Linked DNA regions of Ovis aries: region 2 is linked to region 1. A link is a contact called in public Hi-C data. All regions are on one chromosome and are shown on one strand. Each heading gives the region's core, a stretch centred on a gene start, on an enhancer-like site or on the middle of the called end of the contact. The rest is flanking DNA. Distances are from core to core; before and after follow the strand shown. Region 1 has its middle 170 kb from the start of HAS2. Region 2 holds the start of HAS2 (hyaluronan synthase 2).

Region 1 (7,069 bases), core at 2,284-4,783:
GTAAGTGTCTTAGAAGAGTGAGAGCTTTACATTAGGAGAATCAGGGAAGTTTTGTCAAAGGGGAGCTATCAATTAGGTATTAGAAGTATGGATGAATATTAGCAAGCTGAATGAGTGGAAAGGGACATTCAAAATAGAAGAACCAGTGGAAGCAAAATTTTAAGATTAGAGAGTAACAGTCTGGCTGAAGTTAGTGGTGCCTGAAGGAAAACAATGACTTCAATTCTTGAGTTAGAGGAAGCTGTCTGAAGAATTTGGATCTATTCCAACCACTGCCTCTTTGATGATGATTAAGCTAAAAAGCCAGAAGAAGCTTTTTGAGAAATTCTTGGACAGAATGACTTAAACACATTCATTTTCTGAATATATGAGCTATACCCACCGTAACTGATCTGTGGTCTATAATTTAGTTTAGAAAAGTGCTTCAGTCAAAATAGTGTGTGTGTGTGTAAGTGTGAGTATGTGTGTGTGTGTGAATTTTCAATCTTTAGAACCGATTACTTAATCTAATTGGGAATTTACACGCCAAATTTTGATCACAAATCCTACCTCAGAGGCAGCTAACACACAGGAGTCAACTCCCTTATCTCCACTCAAGACCAAAAAAGTATATTAATTAACTTAACAGATGTTAAAGATGAGGAGTTTAATTGGTGAAACCAGACATAATGGATATGAGAAATGAGTATCAGTGAAAAATTAGTGAGGTTGAATATATGTGGATTGGCTAGAAATATTGCGGAGACCCTCTCTTCTTTTGTGGAGGTCAGCTGTGAGGAACCTAATCAGCCAAGTGTCTATACCGGTAGAAACAGAACCATAAGCTTAATTTCTAAGAATTTCTTTGCCCAGCTTTGGATTCGGCCAGTTCACAGGACTCAAGCCAGACTTTCTGTCCACATCCCAGTGAGAACTTGGTCATACTCATCTCAAGTGACTCTTTTATATAAGCTGCTCCTAGATCCTGAAACAACAAAGAACTGGGATCCCACTGAACTTTCATAAGGCATTATATGACGTTTTGCTGTTTGCCAGTAGAGCTGGAGAAGACTCTTGAGAGTCCCTTGGACTGCTGTTTGCCAGTAGAGTTGGAGAAGACTCTTGAGAGTCTCTTGGATTGCAAGGAGATCAAACCAATAAATCCTAAAGGAAATCAGTCCTGAATATTCACTGGAAGGACTGATGCTGAAGTTGAAGTTCTGAAGTCCTAGAAGCTCCAAAGTATTTGTACTGGATGCAAAGAGCCGACTCATTGGGAAAGACTCCAATGCTGGGCAAGATAGAGGGCAGGAGGAGAAGGGGCAGCAGAGCATGAGATGGTTAGATAGCATCACTGACTCAATGGACACGAATTTGAGCAAACTCTGGGAGACAGTGCAGGACAGGGAAGCCTGGTGTGCTGGAGTCCATGGGGTTGCAAAGAGTTGGACAGGACTTAGTGACTGAGCAACAACATAAGATTGTCTTAGAGAGATTTGCAACAAAAAGCTTCTAAACGTCCAAGACCAAGCCACTTTGATGAGGCGAATTCTGACAGGCAAACCAAGGGATAATATTAACCTGCCTTCCTGTGCCCTGGTCCTAGAGATAAACTTGTTTTGTGGATAATTCTGGGGAAGGGAGGTCTGAATTAGATTGCACCCACCTGGGAAAGGGAACATTTAGAGCAGTAGCTAGGACTTAGAGGGGCTCTAAGCTCTTTATATGCATTAGCTCATTTAATGTCTAAAACAGCTGTATGAGTTTATAATTTATACAAATTTAATAGACAGAGAGGGACTTCCCAGATGGTGCAGTGGTAAAGAATCCACCTGTTAGTGCAGGAGATGCAAGAAATGTGGGTTTGATCCCTGGGTCAGGAAGATCCCTTGAAAATGGAAATCCCATGGACAGAGGAGTGTGGCAGGCTACAGTCCATGGGGTCACAAAGAATCGAACACGACTGAATGAGCATACATACAACAAACAGAAAAACTGAGGCATAGAGAAGTAAAAGGCCATATGCCTGGGAAATGGCAGGGCCAGGATTTAAATCTCAGTAGTGTGTCCCTAGAGCCCTTGTCTGAACCATTGCCTCCTACTATCTCACATGCTATGTTGCTTCAGTTGTGTCTGACTCTGTGTGACCCTATGGACTGTAGCCTGCCAGGCTCCTCTGCCCACGGAATTTCTCAGGCGAGAATACTGGAGTGGGTAGCCATTTCCTACCCCAGGGTATCTTCCCGACCCAGGGATCGAACGCGTGTCTGTTATGCCTAACCTGCATAATTGGCAGGCGGGTTCTTTACTCCTAATGCCACCTGGGAAGGCTCACAAGCAAGAGATTATAACGCTCCTGGGAAGCCTGGTCTCTTAGAATCTTTCCTCAACCAGAGGAGCAAGAGGTCCAGAGCCTTTTTTTTCGAGCCTAATCCTGGGAGGGATTGGGGGCAGGAGGAGAAGGGGACGACCGAGGATGAGATGGCTGGATGGCATCAGGGACTCGATGGACGTGAGTCTGAGTGAACTCCGGGAGATGGTGATGAACAGGGAGGCCTGGCATGCTGCGATTCATGGGGTCGCAAAGAGTCAGACATGACTGAGCAAATGGACTGAACTGAAGATTCTGAAATAATAATATATTCCTTTCATCGTGGACACAGTCTAGGTTTTAAGTTTAACATCATTTTATTTCATATCTCTTGCTTCACCCCTTCCTCACAAGAACCCTGGGAGGTAGACAGAGAAGAAACTGTTGTCTATGCTTTAATAATGGTGAAAATGAGCCTTGGGGAATTTAAATAAACTGTTTAGTGCCACATAACTGGAAAGTGATGGAGTAAAGATTATAATCCAAATGAGTCTAGGTTGAGGTGCTGACATCAGATGACTCCTTGTGGTAACCGAGTATTTGTTGCTACCTCTTTGTCAGTCTTACACACATAATTATCTCTTAGTACATTAGTATGTGTACTTAGTATATTAGTACATTATGTTATTTGATAAGTTTCAGAAGAATTTTTTCATATGCCGTCTTATTTAACTAAGTTCTCACAGACACCTAGATTGCATGAGTATATGCATGTAGGGGTGTGTGTGTGTGTGTGTGTGTGTGTGTGTGTGTGGACAGGGGGCATTGTTACTCCTTTTCTCAGCTAAGAAAACTCAGCCTCATGGAAGGTGAGCCTTCAGGATTAGTGAGTGTGTATCAGAGGGAAAGATAGAGCTGAAATGTACCCATAAACTTGTAACCACATCAAGACAAATTCAGCACTGTAATACTACTGATGGGATTTATAGTGACGCGTCTTCTGCATCTTATCTCCCTCCTTTTCTTTATTTCCTTGGACTAATCCCCATCCCTCTTAAAATCAAACCTATCCCTTTGATTCACTAAAATGTTATTACCACTCAGAGCCAGCAGAGAGAGATCATTAAATACTCTTAAGACAGAAAGCATTTTGTCAAGAAACACATGTTGTGACTCCTCACCAAGGAAACGTGGAATTGATGACGTGAGTGGAGGAATGCCTTATGACTGTTTAGCAACATCCTGTGATACAGGGCTACACAGTCAGCGATTAGAGGCAATGAGGGCTTATCCTCTGACCTAATGTCACCATCCTTCCTACCAGTACGGGCTTTTGAAACGTTAACAGGAATTTAAGTCACTGATCTCAGCAGATTAGTTGGAGAGGAAATGGAGCATCAGATGGCAGAATGTCTGTCTCCACAAACTCCTAATGACTAAGGAAAGTCTCTCATACTTGAGATCTTGGTTTCTTCCTCTGGAAAACGGGAGTTCGAGTAACTTAATAAAAAGTTGAGTCAATGCATAGCTGGTTTGTCCCATAAATCCTGAACCTTTATGACCCAATGATAAAGCTGCACAGGCACCTTGGCTTTAGCCTTGGGCTATAGCTAAGGATGAGGTGATTTATGATGAAATTTGCATAAACAAACAAATCCCCAGCTATAAACTGCTTGCCCCGGAGTTTGACGGTTCACTAAGGATTAAGATTCTTGGAGCTCCTTCTGGGTGGCTAGAGGTTCTGACAGATATACTTCCCTGGTTAGTTTCCTGACTGTGGTAGGTATCCCTTCACTCTGTGGCATGATGAAGTTTGATTCCACCCAGGAGGAGTGAATTAAAGACCGAGGGTTGTGGAGCCTCAGGTTTTGTGGAACTTAAACGCAAGGGAACTTTATTTAGGGGTAATTTCTTTCTCTTCAATGTAGAGTAGCTACAGGAGGGATTATGAACTATCAAAGATTAGACCATGACCCCTTTGTTTGGCTTGTAGAGATTCTCTGAGAGTAGTGAACTTTTCTGAAAGGATTTGATTGACTACAGGAGGACTTGTTGCTGCTACTTCATAAATGACAGCGTAGGACTAGATCCATGGAACGATAGAGTGCAGGGTGGCAAGGAACGTGATCTTTGAATTCCTTATTCAATATTCTATTCAAACAGCATTGATGTACCTGAAACTTTCACTGATGTGAAGCATGCTGAAAAGCGAGGTGGATTATTCTACCCTCCAACAACTTGGTAGCAAGTTTGTTAAATCCACATGGAATTTTCTTCTCCTAACCTATATCTATTAGAGTCATACAAAATAAGTTGGATCCTGCTGACAGAATGGACCTTTCTACATTTAAAAACTCCTATTACATAATTCTCATGTTTTCTCTTCATTTGGTTTAATACCTTCAACTGATTCCATTGTTCCTCACGTGACATGATTAGATTTCTTTAAAATATATAGATATAGATAGGCTATACAAACAAGAGTAAAAGATGTATATGCACATAGAATAAAATAAGAACACGACTAAACACAGATTTCATAGCTCTTAATCTAGTATAGATTTTATTATTACATTTATTCACTTAACAACTGATGATCTTCTCAGTCATTTCTAGAAACACAGAATACTAAAATTAAAAGAGATATTGGAACTCATCACATTTTCCCCATATATTTTGTGCAAGAGATATTGAGTCCCTCGTGCCACTATGAACTCACATGGTCTGGCTAATAATTATTCAACTAAAGTTCCCTGAAACTATAAGCTCTGTCACTTTTCCTTTGCCTAACATCAAAAATGACAAAATGTTGAGCTTCACACAAAACTATTAGTGGTCATCTCTTGTTTATGTACAACCTGATAGTAATATTTCACTGTTTTTATAATTTTTGAAGTCTATAGCTAGGTAAGTATAGTATATTTTTGCTTCGACTGAATTAAGAGCAATTGACATTGGATGAAAAGCTATGATTAAATCAAAGAAGCATGTATGCTAAGGCATGGAAAATAATTTGAAAATCATCTAGTTTGGGTCATTCATACCATATTCTGACCAGTTAATGAGCAAGTGTCCAACCAATGGTTGGAGGCCAGTAAGTTCTAAACAGTACATAACATTTTTATATGTTCTGGTTGTTACAAAAGATTATCTACAAATGAGTTAAAATTGTCTCCCTGAAACTTGCCATCAGGGATCTAGTTTTCATCCTCATGCTTTGTCAACTGTTATATTGTCAACAACTTCACTATAAAATCAGGGCATCATTCTAAGAAATCCATTTTGTACAGATGCTGATGAACTGAGCAAATTATAGGCAGCCGTATGGTCAGCACTCAGGAGTTATAGTGACCTGTCACCATGGGCAGAGTGATTTCTGCAAGGGCCACCTCATTATATGGGAAAATGCCCTCAGAGGGCAAGTCTGGTTCTCGTCCTGGCAGGCCTGTCACATCAGATGTTAGAGGAAACAACAGCTAAGAATTGTGACTGCAAGAATGTAAGTTTTGCCTGTGGAGAGTCACGGAGGGCAATTCTCCTGAAAAGGATTATTTGTCAACTGCAATGAGACTCTTTGTTATTAGAATTTAATTGATATTTGCTACTGGAGAAGAAAGCTGAAAACAGGATATAAGGTCAGCAATTAAATCCCTTTAATAAAGTGTAGTTAATGAGTTGTCAAATTTGGTTATTCCCTCAACTCCCCCTTTTTTTATTGTAACGATAGGTAGGGCTGTCTTACTATCCTGGGGAAATGTAAGACAATCACAGGAGAGGCAAATTAAATCAAATAAGGCCAGGCAGCTTTTGTGCAATCAAAAGAACAAATATTAGGAGTCAGGAGACCTAGGAATGTAGCTCAGATTGTTTAATAACTAACTGTGCAGCTTTCTCTCTGGGCCTTTATTCATCTGCCCATTAAGGGGGAGGAATTGCTCTAGCTTCTAAGTCTCTTCTTATTTTATATTTTTATACTGTTGCATATAGAATAGCACAGTAGATAAGATTCAAACATACTGGTGTGGAATCTCAGCACCCCATACCCCCATAATTAGCTTCGTGATCTGGGTTAAGCTAATTAACCTCTGTAAGTATCAATATCCTACTTGGCCAAAAAGGCCAATAGGTGCATATCTCATAGGATTTTATTAGAATTAAAATGAGGGAATACGTGTCAATTATTTGGCAGGCCTAGAAGACGGAAAGCAATCCCTAAATATTGATTTGTTGTTGTTATTTAGTTGCTCAGTTGTGACCGACTCTTTTGCAACCTGATGGACTACAGCCTGCCAAAGTTCTCTGTCCATGGGATTTCCCAGGCAAGAATACTGCAGTGGGTTGCCATTTCCTACTGCAGAGGATCTTCCCGACCCAGGGACTGAAATCACATCTCCTGCATTGCAGATGGATTCTTTACCACTGAGCCACCAAATTATTTTTATTAATAATCAGTTTCAAGGCAGTTTTTTAAACTACAGCACTAGCCTAACCACCAGAGGGCACTGCATGGATAACAGCCAGATCTTTCATTGAAGCTGGATACACCTATTTTCTGCTTGAAGCATTTGATGGCTTGCTACCTAGAAATTTCAGCTCAGAATAGTTGGTCTCCATGGTGCCTCCTATGCCAGACTCACTCAGGACTGTAAATGTGGCACTGTCTTCAGTTTAGGCTTCTCTAATTCTGCTTTCAGTCTTGAGGAATCCTCAGGTGATGGACAGTTCATTCAGAGAGAACCCAAAAATAGAGAACAAACGTTTATTGATGTACCAGTCATC
Region 2 (7,069 bases), core at 2,928-5,427, 170 kb after region 1:
ACACCAGGCTTCCCTGTGGATCACCAACTCCCAGAGCTTACTCAAATTTCATCCTCTGTCATCCCCTGCTCTTCTGGCCTTCAATCTTTCCCAGCAGCAGGGTCTTTTCCAATGAGTCAGTTCTTCACATCAAGTGGCCAAAGTATTGGAGTTTCAGCTTCAGCATCAGTTCTTCCAGTGGATATACAGGAGTGATTTCCTTTAGATTTCACTGGCTAGATCTCCTTGCAGTCCAAGGGACTCTCAAGAGCCTTCTCCAACACCACAGTTCAAAAGCAGCAATTCTTCGGCGTTCAGCTTTCTTCACAGTCCAACTCTCACATCTATACATGACTACTGGAAAAATCAGAGCCTTGACTAGACGGACCTTTGTTGGCAAAGTAATGTCTCTGCTTTTTAATATGCTGTCTAGGTTGGTCATAGCTTTTCTTCCAAGCAACAAGTGTCTTTTAATTTCATGGCTGCAGTCACCATCTGCAGTGATTTTGGAGCCCAAGAATATAAAGTCTCTCATTGTTTCCACTGTTTCCCCATCTATTTGCCATGAAGTGATGGGACTGGATGCCATGATCTTAGTTTTCTGAATGTCGAGTTTTAAGCCAACTTTTTCACTCTCCTCTTTCACTTTCATCAAAAGGCTCTTTAGTTCTTCTTTGCTTTCTGCCATAAGGGTGGTATCATCTGCATCTGAGGTTATTGATATTTCTCCCAGCAATCTTGATTCCAGCTTGTGCTTCATCCAGCCTGGCATTTCACATGATATATTCTGCATATTAGTTAAATAAGCAGGGTGACAATATACAGCCTTGACCTACTCCTCTCCTGATTCGGAACCAGTTCTGTTGTTTCATGTCCAGTTCTAACTGTTGCTTCTTGACCTGCACACAGATTTCTCTCCATGGTAGAATTTCACCTCACTTCATGGAAGAATTTAAAAACAAACAAACAAACCCTTGTTATGGAAACTTTGTCTCTCAGACATATAAACACTTACTTTGTGTTGTGAGAGGGAGGAGATCAGTAACAACTCACCGACTCCAGTAAATCTGCCTCTGAAGTTTTTTGCTACATTATCTTGCATAGTTGAAAATGAAATAGATAAAGGTTGTATGAAGTTGGCCTTAGAATATCAAAACCTGAAAACATCTGTCACTTTCTGGTCCAAACAGCTAATGTTTAAAACAGAAAGCTAAACTTTAAATTAACTATCAAATGTTATTCAGTTGGCCAGGATGAGACGGATGGATGGATGGTTTCACCCACTCAGTGGACATAGGCTTGAGCAAACACCGGGAAATACTGAAGGACAGGGAAGCCTGGCGTACTGCAGTCTTTGGGGTGGCAAACAGTTGGATACGTCTGAGTGACTTGACAACAACAACAGCTTGTTTGTGAACTGGACTTCATGTCTTTTAATTTGTTGCTTATGAATCAGTATTAGTTGGCTAGTAGCTGTAATTCAGGCCTAGGACTCAGAGAGGAATTTCAGTTAAATGTGAAGGTTTGGGGTATATCTAGGGGCACCCAGAGGAATTAATCTATGAGTCAGTGATGGGACAGAAGAAAGCTGAAGTAGGTCCAATAAGTGAGCATAGGATAAAGCTTTAGTTAATGCTTATCAAGAATAGAAATGCTTATCAAGAATAGAAAGCAAGAAGAAGGGTACTAAAGTTTTTTTTTTTTTTTGATATCCAGATTGGTTATATTAAGAATCATTGGGTTACATTCGGAAGCTCTATCTAAAGGAGAGGTAACACATTAATCTTCTAACATTGGATTGGCCCAAAAGTTCAAGTTTTTCCCTAACATCGTGCAGAAAAATCTGAACAAACCTTTTGGCCAAGCCAATATAACTTAATACATTCTATCTTCATAACTCTGTAATGTAGGTATTTTCTCCACTGACCAGCTAGGTAATAAAGGTCTAAAGAGGTGAAATATGATTCCAGGATTATACAAATGGATCCTATATCATGCAATCATGCATCAAAAGTGGGATTTGTGAGGTCTTTCTTATTCTGAATTCCCTAAGAAAATCTGTCAGTTAACAATATTCTGCCTTCAAGGAGCTTTCTCCTCTGACTTTAAATTGTGCTATCCTTTTCCCTCTCTTTTTTGGGGGAGTGTTGTTAGGCTCGGGGGAGACTGATAGAAATGCATGGATGTATAATTAGCTTTTATATTCATCTAGTGTTAGGAGACATTTTACTTTTGCTTTATGAATCATGAATTACAAGTAGAAGGGGACAAATAACAAGTGTATTTTTGTTTAAGAAACTCAGTTTTACTAAATGCTCTCATTACTCGAACTCTGAGCACAGAAAAAACTAAATGCTACCAAGGAATAATCAACAACACTGTGTTACATATAATATTCATGGAAATTTAGAGCTGAGGTTGTGTTCCTGTGTGTGGGGTTCCACAGCTAGATACTTGACATCCCACAATTTCCACCCTACCCCTAAGTCCATTTAATTCACGTTATGTGTAAGAATACTTAGGTTAGATAATATATTTTCAATCATAACTCAGCATTTAAAAACAACCATACAACTACAAATCACTAATTCTTATTCAGTGAGATGAAACTGGGCTCTGAAATTTAAGCCAGTTTCTCAAGAGTTGACCACCTAAGACAGAAGGCTGCAAAGTTTGCAGGAGAAAATTAGAAAGTGGGTTTCCCCGGCGCGTTGTAGAGTCATCAGGCCAAGGTAATACTTGCCAGAGGTGTGACCGCTGTGTGTGGGGAGTGGGGGTGAAGGGATAGGCGGAAATGCGTAGTACTTTGCAAGTCGGCCCCTGGGGACTGGGTTGGCTGACACCAGGTACGGCAGTAAAATTCTTGACCTCTATTCACAGCATTCTCCCCCTACCCCCCACCCCACCACCACCACCACCACCACCACCACCACCACATCCTGCGGGACGTGTTGAAAAAGCATCGCTCCCAGGTTACTGACTTTTCCGATTTGACTTGTTCGTTATTATACAAGATACGTGATAAGGAGCAAGAACCTAGCTTTCAAGGCCTAGTCGGGTTCGAAGTAAGTCCACATCTCAAATGAACGTTGGAAGAAAAAAGAAATCTCTTTTATCCTATAATAACCGGCGAAATCTCCCCAAACCGAAATAGTTAATTTGTAAGCTCACTTTCATTTTTTCCTAAACAGTGCCACCTACTGTCCATTTGAAGTCATCGGGAGGCTTTTGACGAGGACCAAAGAGAACTAAAGAAAGGGGTAAAAGGAAAGGACAAAATTAAGCCCCCGCCTTGGGCCCTTGGAAGAAAGACGCGAATAGACCATCACGAAGCAAAAATAAGTATTCTGACTTGTTATCTTCTTAAAAGTCTCTCAAGAAGCAAAAGCCACTTACGCAGCTTCCTTAGACACGGCCTTTTTTTTTTTTTTTTTTTTTTTTTTAAAGCGCGCTGTTCTGGAGTTCTCTAGAGGACGATTTTTATTTTGTTATATTTTATTTATAATGCTCGTTGCTGGCGTATTTTAATGTTAGGGGATCAGGTTAAGGAAAAAACAATTATTTTTCTGCTCTTTCGCCTACCCAAGGCGAAACTTCTATGTAAAGGAGAATTTTGACACTTGACATCAGCTCAGAAACTTTTGAGTTGGAGGGAAGAAAGGGTTAACCAGTGGTAGACCAGTCACAGATTTTTTAGAGTTTCAGCCGGCTTTCGGAGGCTCCAGGTGTACACATACACACACACACACCCCAGCTCTCCCTTCCCAGGGCCGTTACTTAGCCTAAGGGCACCATTTGGTCTTAAAGCAAATTACTTAAACAGAACTGGCAGTGCATCGAGAAGTGGGAATCCCTGTAAGTCAGAAGAGTCAGGGATGTCTACGCAGCCTGGCCTCCCTGCTCCTCCGCTGGAGGAAAGGAGGGACTCAGGTGGTGGGTCGCCTGTGTGCACAGCATTGCTCTGCACACGTTTGCAATCAAGTTAATTGAATTCATTGGCGTTTAGAACCGGCCTCTAGCTCAGAGAGAGCTTTGAATGGCCAATTTCTCTCGCCCTCTCCCCCTCCCCGCCTCCCGCCCGCCCGCCCGCGCTCCCAGTTCCCTCCCCTCCGGTTTCCCAGTCCGCACCTCCCTTCTCCACTCCCCTCACCCCTATTCCCTCCTCCGCCCTATTAAAACACCCACCAGCTCACTTGTTAAGACCCCCTTAAGTTGGAGGAGGCAGAAAGGCAACAACCGCGAGGAAGGAGAAGTCAAGACGTCTGGAAAGAATTACCCAGTCCTGGCTTCCAGCAGCCCATTGAACCAGGGACTTGAACCAGCCCCAGCCAAAGACATTCTCCTGATTCTACGCTTCCTGGGTTCTGCTGACTTTTTACCAGGCTTTTTTTTTTTTTTTTCCTTTAATACAAAAAGAGAGCAGAGACTTTCTGATATTAGGGGGAAGGAACTAGAGCATAAAATAAAATAAAGTTAAGTTATTTTCAAAGCACAGATAACATTTTCTTTTAAGAGTTAGAAGATTGAAGTGCAACGGAAATATTTAAAAATACTAGTGATTTTATTTTAAGTAGGGGATACCTAAACATTTGAGACTCCCCTATCCTTTTTAAATGTTGTTTTTAAATTTTTTATTTTTCTTGGCCGGTCGTCTCAAATTCATCTGATCTCCTATTACCTCAATTTTGGAAACTGCCCGCCACCGACCCTTCAGGACCACACAGACAGGCTGAGGACAACTTTATGACCAAGAGCTGAACAAGGTACGTTACACTGGCGCGATTCGGTGAACGGTGAGGGTCCTCGAATAGGCCAGGGAGGGGGGTCATTACCCCACGTTAAGAGTTAAACGCAATTTTAAGTCCGTGTTCGACAGAAAAGTTTGAGGTCTGAACATTTCCAACAGGCTGCAAATCAGGGGATATTTCGGATCCCTTGCAAGCTTAGTAACCTATCCCGGGGCTTGTCCCATCTCTGCGGCGCTCGCCAGAAATCTGCTGCCTTTATGGGAACACAGGTAACCTCTTTGCCTGGGAAAGGCTGCACTTCCCGGGATGTACTTTTCCATTCCACATCTTCCGCAGCTGCCGAGGGGCTCCCGAGCTAGGAAACAAGCATCTCCACTGTGTAAGGAAAATACATTCCCCACTGCTGCCCCCTTCCCCCTTCCATTCTCATCACCTCTCCCTTTTTTCCCACACTCTGTGTGGGGAGAAAAGCCCTGAACAGCCTAGCGCGTTTTCCTCCTAAGTGGGAAGGAAGCCTGTTTCTTGGAATGCAAAGGGTTAAAGCGATCGCTGGTCCCAGTTCTGGCCCCAGGGAGGGAGGGTCCTTCGCCACCTCCGCGCGGCTACCGGCCTCGCTCGGCCACTCCCCCTTTTTTCCCCTACCCACCCCCCCCCCCCACCTCTTTGCAATCTCTACACCCCGTTTAAGTGTCAGAGTGGGTCTATCTGGGCTCAGCCCTGCTCAGGAAGCCTCACTACGGCCAGGGGTCCCCGACCCAGGCAGTGGCACTGGGAGACCCGAGCGGGAGGAGAGCGCGCATCCCTGCAGTCGGCCGCCGAGCCCCCGGGGGCAGGGCGTGCATGGGGACCGTGTGTGGCGCGCAGGCAGCTGCATCGTCCCGGGAGCCAATTCCGACGTGGCATCGGGCACGCTGGCGCCTCTCTCCGCAGCTGCAGCGGGGGGCACAGTCGGGTGGGGGCTTTGGGGTGCCGTGCCCAGCGCCCAGCCCCGGGCTGGGGCTTGGGGGTCCACTGGGAGCCGGGGGTGAAGATGGGAGGCGAGCCAGAGGCTAGGTTGGGATGGATAATCAACACCTTGGGCGGAATTCGTCAAGCTGGTTCCCGCCCAGCGTGAGCGAGGGCTACAAAATGGGTCCCTGTGAACAGGAGGGCGGGTCTGAAAGGAGGGTCTGTGTGAGGGCGAGGACTGGGAGGCGAGAGGCTGTTCTTCTGGCCCAGGATACGCAGCCGAGGGGAAATGGCTCTGAAGGGATAATTAAGTCTGGAAAGAGGGGCTGGGAGCTGAGAGGCGGTGCCTGGAGAGGAGGGTTTACAAGACCCGGGTCCTATTACACAGGCTTAGGTGCCAGCTTCCCGCGGCCACTCCCTCCATCCCCCAAACGGGCCGCGCGAAGTACTTGGAAGTCACCAAGCCCGCGCGCCTCCAGCTCCAGCGAGCTGCAGCAGCCCTGCTCCCAGGAGGTGGGTGTAGGAGCTCTGCCGGCTCCTCCCAGCCTCCTCACCCTTGGGGACCACTGCTGCCTGGTGTCTCCCGAACAGCTGCCCAGAAAGCCTGCACTTCTACAACCCACGTGGCTGGCCTGGGATTGCCTTTGACGTCACACCCAGGGGGGAGGTGTGACGCAATAGAGCGGGAAGCTCTGATTGGCTACCGAGGGCTTTCCCAACTGGCGGCCTGAGTATATATAGACTTTCAACTCGGCCTGAGAGCAAAGCCAAGCAAGTTGGTTGTTGAGCTTTGCTGGGAAAGGGAGGCGACAGATAAGAACAACTTCAATGGCCCTTGTAGATTTCAAGGTTCTTTCCGGCAGATTTCTCTTTTCAGTTGAAGACATATGATAATGTACCTTTGAAAGTTTAAGAAGGATTATGATTTTTTAAAGGTCATTTTAACAAAATATTTTGAGGGTCAGCACACATTCAAACATGCCAATGATGAAAGGCTAAAAGTTAAAATGTATATTTGTGTAGAGTTGGGTAGAATAAATAGTTATGCCCATCAAACTGTTCGTAGATACAATTGAAAATGTTATAGAGTAGGTTTGAAAAGAACTCCTAAATTCTAAACTTTTTCCTTTCATTCCAATATGCACAAGTTGAATCATTCGTTAAACTGGTTTTCACTGCAGTTTTCCAAAGGCTAAATTAAATAAGATTGTTCTGACAACCGAAATACTGTTTTTAAAATGCTTACTATATTCCAGCGGAGGTTTTTTTAAATTTTCAATAGTTTGACTCTTTAAAAGTATGAATTTTAGTATATATATTATGTTGTGAATGAAGCAATATTGGGACTATTGATTCAAAATTCTAAGACATTTCTGGATTATAGCACTATAATG

The links. Hi-C and Micro-C count contacts between places; a contact is called where the count stands out from the background.
Region 2: a contact with region 1 is called in a Hi-C map of tail adipose tissue, with 5 times the contacts expected there. The contact joins the promoter of HAS2 here to the enhancer-like site in region 1. A contact is called at or near these places in 4 of 16 Hi-C or Micro-C datasets (hypothalamus, skin fibroblasts and tail adipose tissue).

Annotation. Positions count from the first base shown.
Region 1 is chr9:30,931,143-30,938,211 of ARS-UI_Ramb_v3.0, forward strand. No RefSeq gene overlaps it. Among named protein-coding and RNA genes, the nearest start is that of HAS2, 170 kb to the right of the region's middle. Within about 2 kb of position 3,534, at least 6 of the 54 cell types and tissues checked have an H3K27ac peak or open chromatin away from gene starts, as enhancers often do. A contact at or near this core is called in tail adipose tissue, where this site is marked.
Region 2 is chr9:31,104,123-31,111,191 of ARS-UI_Ramb_v3.0, forward strand. It overlaps HAS2 (hyaluronan synthase 2), which reads left to right and starts at 4,178. Exons shown (of 4, transcript XM_004011666.5): 1 at 4,178-4,742. LOC121820331 (a long non-coding RNA gene) reads right to left here and starts at 4,277. Exons shown (of 2, transcript XR_006060817.2): 1 at 4,165-4,277.